Regions from separate parts of the Danio rerio genome. Here region 2 is linked to region 1. The links are chromatin contacts, called in public Micro-C maps. All regions are on one chromosome and are shown on one strand. Each heading gives the region's core, a stretch centred on a gene start, on an enhancer-like site or on the middle of the called end of the contact. The rest is flanking DNA. Distances are from core to core; before and after follow the strand shown. Region 1 has its middle 270 kb from the start of pkn2b. Region 2 holds the start of lmo4b (LIM domain only 4b).

The links. A called contact is a pair of places that touch in the nucleus more often than the background predicts.
Region 2: a contact with region 1 is called in a Micro-C map of caudal fin, with 3 times the contacts expected there. The contact joins the promoter of lmo4b here to the enhancer-like site in region 1. A contact is called at or near these places in 1 of 18 Hi-C or Micro-C datasets (caudal fin) and 1 of 4 datasets of contacts at active chromatin or transcription factors (embryo).

Annotation. Positions count from the first base shown.
Region 1 is chr6:28,125,633-28,131,979 of GRCz12tu, forward strand. It overlaps a transcript of kyat3.2 not described here. Among named protein-coding and RNA genes, the nearest start is that of pkn2b, 270 kb to the left of the region's middle. Within about 2 kb of position 3,084, at least 6 of the 62 cell types and tissues checked have an H3K27ac peak or open chromatin away from gene starts, as enhancers often do. A contact at or near this core is called in caudal fin, where this site is marked.
Region 2 is chr6:28,422,347-28,428,247 of GRCz12tu, forward strand. lmo4b (LIM domain only 4b) reads right to left here and starts at 4,549. Exons shown (of 5, transcript NM_212689.2): 1 at 4,179-4,549; 2 at 1,668-1,908. The coding sequence starts at 1,903. It also overlaps a transcript of kyat3.2 not described here.

The DNA.
Region 1 (6,347 bases), core at 1,834-4,333:
GGCATGTAGATGTCTTCAGGAGAGGAATCTCATTGAACGTGAATTTTCAGGCAGATTGAAAATCGTGTGGCTGAGTTATAAGCACTTCCTCCTCCATGGCGATACACTGAACTCCGTCAGTCCGCCACGAACACGCCCTTTAGTGAAAACGTTAAATCTTTACAATTAAATGTCACAAATGCCTTTGGATTATACTAACAAAACTTGGATGCAGTCTGATAAAAGTTCCAGGAAGGGTTTGTTACACTGTAAAACATGTAATTACCTGTTGCCAGCAGGTGGTGCTATAACTGTATCTGGATATTGGCATGTAAACGTGTTTAGGTCAGGACTGTTATCAAACGAGTGGATTTTAGGCAGATCAAAAAATGCATGCCTGAGTTATAACAACTTCTTGTTGCTTGGTGAAACATCTAAGTTTGTGAGGGCGCCATGGACAACGAAAACTCTAGATCTTTACATTATACATCGCCAATGCCTGTAGACAATAATATCCATTTTTGTTGTTGATTTGATGAAATTGCTAGGAAGTAAAATGCCTGGAAATGGCAAAAAACTGTGCTTTTTCAGCAAAGGAAGTTAAAAATATCTATAAAAAGAGACTGTTTTGTTGGTATTGCCATGTTTGATGTGTGTGCCTATTTTCGTACGCATGCATGAAATGTAGCTAATGGGCCACTCCATCAAAAGTGCATAGATGGTGCTGTCGAGCCTTCCGCCACACCCACTTCCGAAACCTGTAACAAATGAAAACTTTTGACACTTCTAGCACGTGTGCAAAGCTTTGTGAGTTTTTAAGCATGTTTAGACCCTCAAAATCACGATTCATTCTAAAGAAGAAGAAGAAGAAAAAGAAAAATAAGAAACCTAGCAATTCCAATAGGGCTTACACACCCTGGGTACTCAGTCCCTAATAAATAATGTTGATAATGATGAATGCCAGTGCTGTTTATTTTAAATCCGACTAGATCAGACTAAAGATAATTATAAATAATTTATGCTAAAATACTTTTAAAATAAGGTATCACAGTGGCGCAGTGGGTCGCACAATCGCCTCACAGCAAGAAGACCACTGGTTTATTCCTTGGCTGGGTCAGTTGTCATTTCTGTGTGGAGTTTGAATGTTCTCCCTGTGTTTGCGTGGGTTTCCTCCACGTGTTCCGGTTACCCCCACATTCCAATGACATGCGCTATTGACCTTATTCTAAAATGTGGAAGTGCGCCTGTTTTCGCGATTGTCTTAGAACTTCCAATTCAGTCGCCTATGGGAGAAATGACTAAGAATAATAAACGGCAGAAAACAGTCAAACTACTTGCTCTACAAACAAATGTTTGCATGACTATACAGACCAAGTAGAATAATATAATAAGAAAATATCAAATTGCAACATCAAGCAGCGTAATGAGCCGTTTTTAACATCAAAATATGAATGGAAGTGAATGAGACCGGAAGTCTCAAGCCAAAAAGATTCAAATAGCAGCGCCCGCTCGTCGGCGGAGAATAAGGTGAATAGGTGAATTGGTTAAGCTAAATTGGCCGTAGTATGTGTGTGTGAATGAGAGTGTAGGGGTGTTTTCCTGTGATTGGTTTCAGCTGGAAGGGCATTCACATTATAAAACATATGCTGGATAAGTTGGCCCTTCATTCCGCTGTGGCAACTCCTGATTAATAAAGAGATTAAGCCGAAAAGAAAGTGAGTGAATGAATGAATAAATAATAATAATAATAATAATAATAATTATGAATGCCTTTTTTGTCAGTATTGTTTATTTTAAATCGGATTAGATGAGACTAAAGATAATTATAAAATAATTTAATTTATGCTAAAAAACTTTTAAAATACATATTAAAAGCTTAACTATTTATTATTCATAACACAAATACTTATATTAATTACTAAATACTATAAATTAACTTAAACTTTTAGCATTTTAGTGATATTTTTGAGGAACAGATTTAGAGGATCCAAAGAACAGTTTTCATTCGAATATATAGTTCAAAATATAAAGGGCTTTACTGGCAATTTTGGTCAAGCTGAATAAAAATTATAAATTTCTAATAATAAATAAAAAAATTGCTGACCTATTTATTTAAGACATAATTTAGTTATTATTTGATTGCTTAACTAATATTATAAATCATTAAAAATGCCTTTACCGATCACTTTTTGACCAATTTGTGATGCATAAGCAATATTTCTTAAATACACATCACACAAACTATAGATTTTTCTTTTTAATCAGGGCATAAGATAAAAATTGACTGCATTAAAGTTGTTCCCTTGCATTATGAAATTGCCTTTTCAGTAATGAAACATTCCACAATGGAGTCAGTGTACTTAAAATATGCTTATCTTTGAGAACAGTGTGATTGCAAATTCAAAAGAGAACTAAAGTGCGAGAAGAAAGCAAAAGAATGTCCGTTTAAGTGCATTACACTGGCTAATTAAGCAGTCTGATGCAATTTGTATGGCAGAAACCTTCAGTCGGTGTGATGCAGTCTGACTAGAGAAGGTCACGAGGTTGCCGGTGGAATTCGAGCCTAACGAAGCTACTAGACTGAATGAATAAGTTGGGATAGTTGATTTAATTTACATCAGTACAGCAGCCAACCGTTGTTCCGGCTGGGGCGGGTTTGGGATTTGCTAGTTTAACTCCTCTTATTTAACCCCTGTGCCCCTCTTCCTCCATCTCTCCGCTACTCCCCACCTCGGGCTGAACTCATTTGGGTTCCTGCATGGGAAGGTCCTGGGGCGGATTCAATCAGCCGCAGCCTTAATTGGCTCTCAGGCATTCAAATTGAAACCGATGGAGAACTAATAACAATTGCCCTACTGGTTTGTAGCTGTAGAAAGCCAGGGAAAATTAGTTGTGGTGCCAGAGCGGTGCACTTTTTAATTGCAAGCAGGATTTTGGTGGGTTTGGTTGGGAGAAACATTAAACACACACACACACAGAGACACAGAGACACACAAACACACGGATTCACCCTGAGGGCTTTTCTTTGTTTCCACGACCTTATAGAGTGATTTTGTAACATGACTGTGACTGGAATTTCTAGTGGCCATGTGAGTGTGTGTGTGTGTGCGTGTGTGTGTTGCCCTCCGGTCCATTCCAGCATGTCATCACCTTCCACCTCTCAGTCATGTAGACAAATGAAAACACACAGTCATGAACACACACAGGTGTTCGGTGGGGCCTTCACTCGGTTTTAACAGACAGTTGAGACACGTCCCGCGCTCTGAGCTGCGGGTAATGTTTACTGAAGAGCAGTTCATCTGAAAGCCCAGAGTTCATCACAGCCATTATTGCAGTACATGTTTTGACAACTGCGGATAAAAGGGTGGCGCATGCATGATGGTGAGAGGAAGATGAGGCCTTCCCGAGCAGTACATTCACACTAAATGCTGGTGGTGACCTGTTGATCTGTGTGGAGAACTGCACCAGCAGATGGTGGAGCTCACAGGAAGCATCTGAAGTCAGTATTTGTAGCTGCAGTCAAAGTTATTTTCATTAAATGACCATTATTTTGGTTTTAAAAAGTCAAATACGTTTTTCTTCATTAGCCTTCCTGCGGTGCATTTACCAAACAACATTAATTGCGGCTGAACTAGTATGATACATTGTTTGAAAAAAAAAAAAAAAAAACATGCAGTGAGGAGTGTTTCCCAAAACCATAGTTGCTCTGTTGCAGATACATCATTTGAACCATAATGGAGCTTTAAGTTGGGTGGAATAACAACTTCTTCAGACAATTATTTTTTTTTTTTTTTGTGCAAATTAAAAAAAAACAAAAAAAAACAACAACATTAATTTTGGTAAAAACATGCAGTTTACCCCCTGTAGTGCACTTTGAAAACATTGATGTCATTTTGAACACAACCGTGGCTCATGATAAAAGCTATAGCTGACTTATTTTTTAAATGCGGAATTTATATTACGTCTCCAAATCTTGTGCAAACAAAAAAACATAGCATACGTTATTGCTTTTAATTTATAGTAGGTTATTTATTAAGTATCTGTACTGTATATGACATGGGCCTGTTGGCAGTCATTTCTGCAGTGCTTTGCATGTGTCAAATTTTAAAAGTAAACTTTTCACCCCAAAAAAAAATAGATAAATAAAAAATATCCTACTTAATAATAATAAAAATAATATTAATAATAATAATAATAATAATAATTATTATAATAATCATCATCATCATTATCATCATCGTCATTATTAATATTATTTTTTAATTTCCTTATAAATAATAAATATTAAATTTAGTAATAAAAAATTTCCTCATTATTTTTATTTATTTTTATGTATTTTTTTATGTATTGCTATTGACATATATTTCAGTGTATATGGAAAACGAGTGCATGTTTTTACCAAAACTAATATTGGTTTTTTTTTATTTTTTTTTTATGCATGTGCAAGTAAAACAACATACTTTGCACAAAGAAATGATGGGGTTCTTCTTTAAAGTTGTTACTTCACTCTGTTTAGAGCATGATTATGGGCATTTTACATTATAAAAACTAATGTGGTTCAACCGTTGGATCTGCGACAGAACAACTACGGTTTTAGAAAACACTCATCACTACATTGCTCTTTTCCCAAATGATGCATCATACAATAATAGTTAAGCCGCGATTTGTCATTGTTTGTTATGTCATTGTTTAGGAAACACACCCCAGATTGTGAATGTTTGCTGGAATAATGGATTTGGGAAATCAAAATCAACAAACTGTGTTTTTAACGACAGAACATGTCACCTTAGTTGCCTAACGAAAGTTTTTGGAAACGCACCCAAGGTTGAGTACATAGACCTGCAGCTTTCATAAACTGGACAATGAAATACATGAACATTCCATTGACTTATATTGAGACACTTTTCCTCTGCATGGTTTGGTATGGTCACTTTTGCTTTTTGCATTTTTGGCTTTTTCACTCCATCAATAAGTACTTTTTTTTATTATCAACATAGGTGAGATTTAAAGTAAGACGTACCATTACACTAGGCATGGGACAATAGCTTGTTTCAAGGTTTACTGCTACATTGCTGTAGCTGATGATGAGAGTGAGTGTCCAACTTGCTCTTTACCACAAAATGCTATAAATACTATAATGCAAGAATGATTAGCATAATATAAATCAATAGACATGAGCTGTGAATAAAATACCTGTAGCAGATCTAGGCAGGTGGTACAGAGGGTTAATATGAACATGGTGTAAAATGCTATGTGGCAAATGGGTATATAAAGGGCAGGTCTAATAGAAACGGATGGTTGACTGACACAAGCCATCTAGTCAACAAACAGAGTTTCAGGACAAAAAAAAAATATATATATATATATATTTAATTTATTTAATTTATTAATTTATTTATTTATTTATTTTTGGAAGATACAAAAAATGTAAAACGTTTTTTTCTTGTTGTTTTTTTACTATATATTTATTGTCCATTTTCTGTAAAATATATTTAAAAGACTTTTTAAAATGCTTTTTGTTTACCCTTTATAATGACCTTAATGTATGAGGACCTGTGCCAAAGTGCATCTGTGCCAACAACACAAGGTGACAGACACTGACTGGACACATATATTCACACAACTTTTATGAACACACACACATGCAAATCTCCTTCAGGTCCCTGCTTCTGATCTGTCAGGTATGGTTAAGGCCATAAAGGTCACAAACTCCTACTGGGAAAGAATTAAGAAGAGAAGGATTAAGACTGAACTTGTGCCTGCTGTCTGTGTGGGACCAACAAAATCAAATCTGACAACATTACTGTTGTTTTTGCCAAGTTCATGACTAATCCTGAACAAGACCATACTAATATTTAACTAATACTGCAATGATGACAGTTCATTTCAATGAGTAGCTTTGCAACTACTACCCTGTATGTAGTCTAGCAATACAGTATTGATAGACTTATGCTTAATAATTGCTAATACTTTATTTTAATGGTCCCCCAACCACGTCTTTGCAAATGCATGTCAACCTGTTCTAAAAACCCTAATGTCTACTTACTCTATACTAAAATAAAAGTTAGTTGACATGCAGTTGTAAAATTACACATATTAAAAATAATGTTTACAGGAGAACACCAAAGTGTAGAGTACCATGTGTTCATTCATTCATTTTCTTTTTGGCTTAGTCCCTTTATTAATCTGGGGCTGCCACAGTGGAACGAACCACCAACTTATCAAGCATATGTTTTATGCAGCGGATGCCCTTCCAGCCACAACCCAAATCCAGGAAACAACTTGCATTCACACACAAATGCACTACAGCCAATTTAGTTTATTCAATTCACCTGTACCGCATGTCTTTGGACTGTGGGGAAAACTGG
Region 2 (5,901 bases), core at 3,299-5,798, 300 kb after region 1:
TCTTTCTCTCCCTCGCTCTCCCGCGCTCTCAAAAGCCAATTTGGTTAATTAAATGTTTTGTTTGCAATGTGGCTCTCATTCATTTCGGACACGTCATTGGAAGCGGATAGGAGCCAGGCACTAGATCTCATTAGATAAAACCCATCAGGACTAAAGGAAAATGGAGGGGGACTCTAATTAAAGCTTTTAATTGTGTGGACTCACTGTCAGATGTTATTTTCCCCCTTTCTCTTATCTCTCCTCAGATCACAGGCTCGGGCGAGCTGCGTTTTAGCTCCGTTCTCCCGCCTGACGCGCTCTCATTACAAGGAGAAAGGTGTAGCTACTTTTTCTTGCCTGCTCATTTTAATTAGGCTCACAGGCCCGATTCTAGCGGCGAGTCTTGTGGACTTGATCCCTTCAGATCAGGTGGAGTGGAAAGAGTGAAGGCACTCTTCACATTTGGACTGGTCGTCTCAGGTTTGCTCTGGTTGACACCTGTTGTTCCAGCCTGCCGGCAGCAGTGTCAGCACGAGGCTTCGCTGAATTATCCAGGGTGTACCGCATGCCAAGGTAAATACACGCTAATGACTGCTCTTCTGCCAAAAAGCACTATTTTCCGGCGGGAAGAGCGGAATATATAATGAGTACTTCACTTTATGAATTAACTTTAAAATTGGTCTGTCTGTTTTAATAAGAAAAATACAGATGGTCAACTATCAAAGTCGCTCACATTGGGTTCGCCCATTTTCTCAAAACTGAAGAAATAATCCAAGGTGGCTGCTTTGAAAGTTCAGAAGCGTTTTCGCTTTGCCCTTGCAGAGGTCAGTGTTGAAGGATCAGCCTGTCAAATCAGGCCATGCACATCAGCTGAGTGAGACTGCCAGGACGTCACCCGCTTTGGGTGTCAGACTTACTTGCATAAATATTTAAAAAGGTCTTTTTGCTAATTAAATGGTCTCTTTGTGATAAACAAAACATGCCGGAGAAGATGTGAAAACTCTTTTAAATTCCTGCAGAGTCGAAGGTCAGCTCTGCCTTACCAATCGAGTTTTCTAGCTACTCGTAAAGCAAACACACACACGGTTCTAGCAGCGCGGCTCCTTTTGCTTAAAAATGAAATATGGCCAGAGACACAGACTTGCAGATGTTCTGGAAAAAGAATCTCCTTCGTCTTCAGCTCTGTCAACATGTCAGTGGCTTGACCTCTTTTTTAAGAGTGTCCCGTTGAGGGTTTAACCAGCACGCTTTAACGAGGGCCGCTGACGGCACAATCTGAGACACATGTTCTCAATGGAAAATACGCTCTGCTCCGTGAGAAGCTTGATGGCTTGCAACTTTTTCCTTGGTATCTTTTTTTTTCTGACAACCATCACTTCATCTAATCATTACATGCCTAATGTCATTTCATGTGGTCGGTGGACTGTCATAATATCCAGATGTATGAACTATCTAAAGTTTGGTTTCAAGGACTATGAAAAAAACCTGCCAAAACTATATCCTCAAACTCAGAACACATTACTGAAGAGCCCATTTCAAATCAATGTCGCAAGCACACCAGAAAGCAAAACTTGAGAGGATGAACACAAATAAAAAATAAAAAAAAACTCACTGCCTGACATCTTTCTTAAACACATGAGTGAGGCTGTGATTGTGACAGATTAAAATCAATAATGGATGTGTCTAACCTGATGTAGTCGTTTCTACATAGGATCATGCCACTCTTGGTGTAGCAGGATGTGCCGATCTCTCCAAGCTGGGCCTGGCAGCAGGAACATTTCAGACAGCGGCTGTGCCAATAGCTGTCCATGGCATAGAGGAGAAACCGATCAGCAATCTTTCCCCCACAGCCCGCGCAGCGCTTCCACGACAGAGATCCCGCTCCAACAGGTGGGGGCTGGGCACTTCCTCCAGGGTTCACCATTGTGTCTGCAGAAACATAAAGAGACAGGGAGAAACACTGGAGCAGTAAGTCAAGAGTTAAGCAGTTTTTAAATGCGTGTGCAAGAGTACTATTTTATATTCTAGTTTTGTAGCTAAATACAAATCAAAAGCCCTTTCAACAAATGACAAACAGTTGAAATTAAAATTAGTAGCCCCTATTTTATTTATTTATTTATTTATTTTCCTAAATGATGTTTAACAGAGCAAGGAAATTTTCACAGTGTGTCTGATAATATTTTTTTTCTTTTGGAGAAAGTCTTATTTGTTTTATTTCAGCTAGAATGAAAGCAGTTTTTGATTTTTATTTTTTTTTTATTTTAAGGTCAATATTATTAGCTCCTTTAAGCTATTTTTTTCTTTAAAAATCTACAGAACAAACTTCTAAACAAATGTTTAGAAATGTGTTGAAAAAATCCTCTACTTAAACAGAAATTGGGGAAAAATAAACAGGAGGGCTAATAATTTTGACTTCAAAAGTATATATATATATATATATATATATATATATATATATATATATATATATATATATATATATATATATTTGCACACAGTTAAAAAAAGAAAGAAAAGTAACTATAAAAGCATTCAGCATTACTTAAATCCACATCTCACAAAGCAAGCACACCTAAGTTTCCTCAACTTCTGACAGAAGTTTTGTCTTAGAAATATCTAAAACACCTGGAGCCTGAACAGTGACCTAAAACACTGAATGTTTTGGGAGGCACGCTTCCTAAAAGCTCTTTTGAAATAATTTAAATGCATATAATGCCTTCAAGCAAGTCTGAGAATTGTTTAAAGTGGCAGGCTGTCCTTGATCTTTATCTAAGTGCTGAAGTCAGCTCCTTTGGTCCATTTGTGATAAATGTCTGTTCACTGATAACATTAAAGTCACTGGAACAATTAGAAGCACTGGCTTTTGTTAGGTTGTCTGCATTGCTTTAAAAGTACATTTTCCTGAACCTTCATGAGAGAGAGAGAAAGAGAGAGAGGAATCCAAATGCTACTGTTGCCAGAACTGGAGAAGTTAATTGAGGAAGCCTTAAAGTTGTACGACCCATTCAGAGGTCGACATATTCCAATTGCTTTCACTAAGGTTATCAGATGACGGATTTCCAGCCAACATCATGAAGAACATTCAGCAGCATTCGCTTTGGGGACTGGTCACTGCTGCGTGAAATTACCCCTACTATGTTGGATCATTCTGCATATGCAAGAAATCAGTTAATGCCGGCCTACAGAAATATCTGCCTCTGACAGAAATCACATTAACCACAAACCCTCATTTACGATTGCAGTTCTGTGCTTTGCTCTGTTGATCCATCAGTACTGTGTGTGTGCAATGTTTCCCAGGTTTCATAAGGAGGGCTGCTGGACCGAAGTGGGAAAGATTAAAATTTAAGATATATTCGTGAAAGGCTGTAAGCCAAATCTTTGTTGAAAGGTAATTAGAGGAGAAGAGAGAGGCGGGGGGTAGAAAACATTGCACTGAGAGAGAAAGAGAGAGAGAGAGGCATTCAGTAACCCCATTAGTGGAGGCTCTTAGGGACAAGCAATACCTTAGTGCTGATTAAATCTAAAGGGAGATGAATCAGAGACCGAAAGTGACTCCCCCAGATAAATAAGATCGGACCATCGTCAAGTTTCATTCCCTGGAAGAGGGAAGAGGGGAGATTTGAAGAGAGGGAGGGGGTGGCTTTTAAGTCAAATGGGCAAACTCAAGTAATTACACGGACAGGCAATTTAAGAGAGGGGATGTGCAGAAATATAAAACAGATCAGCAGCCCATGGCCAGTAATACAGATCGCGGTGCTGGAGACTAAATACAGCTGCTCCTGCCAGAATGCACAATGCAACATGGACAGAATTGCACTTGTGTTATGGTTTGTTGACCATCTGTACAGCACGCGCGCACTTAAGATGCACTAATAAGATATTAAACTCGAAATGCCAGCAATTTCCAAGATTACGTCTAAATAACCTATGTGGTCTTCTTATGAAACAACGCGCATCGCTCATGTTTAATTCACTAACGTACATTATTACGGTATAAGTGCGTGACATGCAACACAATTTGCACACAAGCACAATACATAAAATCTAGTCATTAAGTAACTGTAATCTTTTATGCTTTCGTGTGTAGTGTTTTTCTGCAACATCAATTCTGTCGCTCCGTAACAAACGTGTCTCGTCAAACTACGAAATATTACCATTCATAAAGCAAAATACGGTTAGTTGAAGAGAAGTGCACTTACCTCTTTGAAATGTAATGGTTGAATGGTGGTGAGAAATGTACAGCAGTCTGTTTTCTCTGTAGAAAATATATAAAAAATAACGCGCACAGTCCAACAAACTCACAGACGGAGCAGCGCGTGGATGAACACTTCTCGCTGCTGCGAAAGAGTCAAGCAAATGGAGTTTTCAGATTATATTTCCACTGTTGCCGTCACCTTTTTTCTCAGATGCTCTTATTATCACTGAAAAGCTCGGCGGCGGGTTTGTTGATGGAGCTGTCGGCAAGGTCTTCGGTAATTTCCATAGATGAAGAGAGCGCTTGTGTTTGTAACTGTCCTCTCTCGCGCGCTGATGTCTCGCCGCTGCTTGTCGCTTGTGCTCTACATGTGTCAGTGACAGAAAAAAACCCAGAGTAAACCTCCTCTCGCAGGATGACGTCAATCAGGCTGTGGCCAATCATGACGCACTCCATTCAAGCGGAATGAGGAATACAGCCAATCAAAAGAAGGCGAGGTTGACTTCGACACACACTGTTCAAAGAAGGAAAGATTGCGGTTGAGAGTGGCTGTCTGCTTGTTGAGGTTGGACAGGGCAGAGGTGTTCAACCGTCGGGACCGGGTCCCACTATGGGGCCTCGGTAAGCGCACAAGGGGTCCCCAAAATGAAACATTTTTAAATAAAAAAACATTTTATACGGAATTAATTCCTCATTTACAGCATAAGACCAACAAGAACCGTACATTCATAATATTTATTATTTAAAGGAGTTGACAGTTTTCACATCTGCATAAAATCACAGCTCCCTGAATATTGTCTTGCATGTTAAGAAAAAGTTTAGATATATTTATTGTATTTTCTGTTACTTTTAGTCTCTGTTATATTACATTATTAATTGGTTTTCATTTTTACTTATATATTTATGTATTTGTCTTTATATATTTGTAATCAAATGTAGTTAATTTATTTGATTAAATATGATTATAAATTTTACATGACTCTTCAACTAAAATATACTTAAAATATTTAGTTTTACAGTTATTAGTTTACTTAATACTAATGTGGTATTAAAATAATAATAATAATAAAATAATAATAAAAATAATAATAACAACAACAATAATATATATATATATATATATATATATATATATATATATATATATATATATATATATATATATATATATATATATATATATATATATATATGTTTTTTTTTTTTTTTTTGTGCAGATATGAATTATTCTACCTTTCCTTTGACATTGAAAGAATGTCTGCAGAGCAAATCCTTCATCTGGAGAACTTCTGCTCCATATCTACAAAACTGATTGTGGAAGTTTCATGCTATTAGTAAGTATTCCAGTGTTTAAGTGTTCCCATATACATATTTCATCTATTTCATATTAGATTGACTGAGGGCTGTGTTAACTATATAAAAGTCTATTTGGTTTCATGGACAAAGTGAAAATTCACTACACCACTACAGAAGTCACGCTCATGTTCTTATAACAGTGGCGCCATCCCCTGGTATAAATGAGAACTAAAACTATAGATTTGTTGGTCGCCTTTTCTAAGATTTAGCTTTGAGACTTAGCATAACCTTAATAAATTCTTTAAAATAAAATAAAATATTCAATAATAAGGTTAACATGTCATGCACATCATTATGTCACAAAATCATGAAACAACTGTTATTCTATTTATTTACAAAGGTCACAAATACACCAAGAAAGAACATCATTT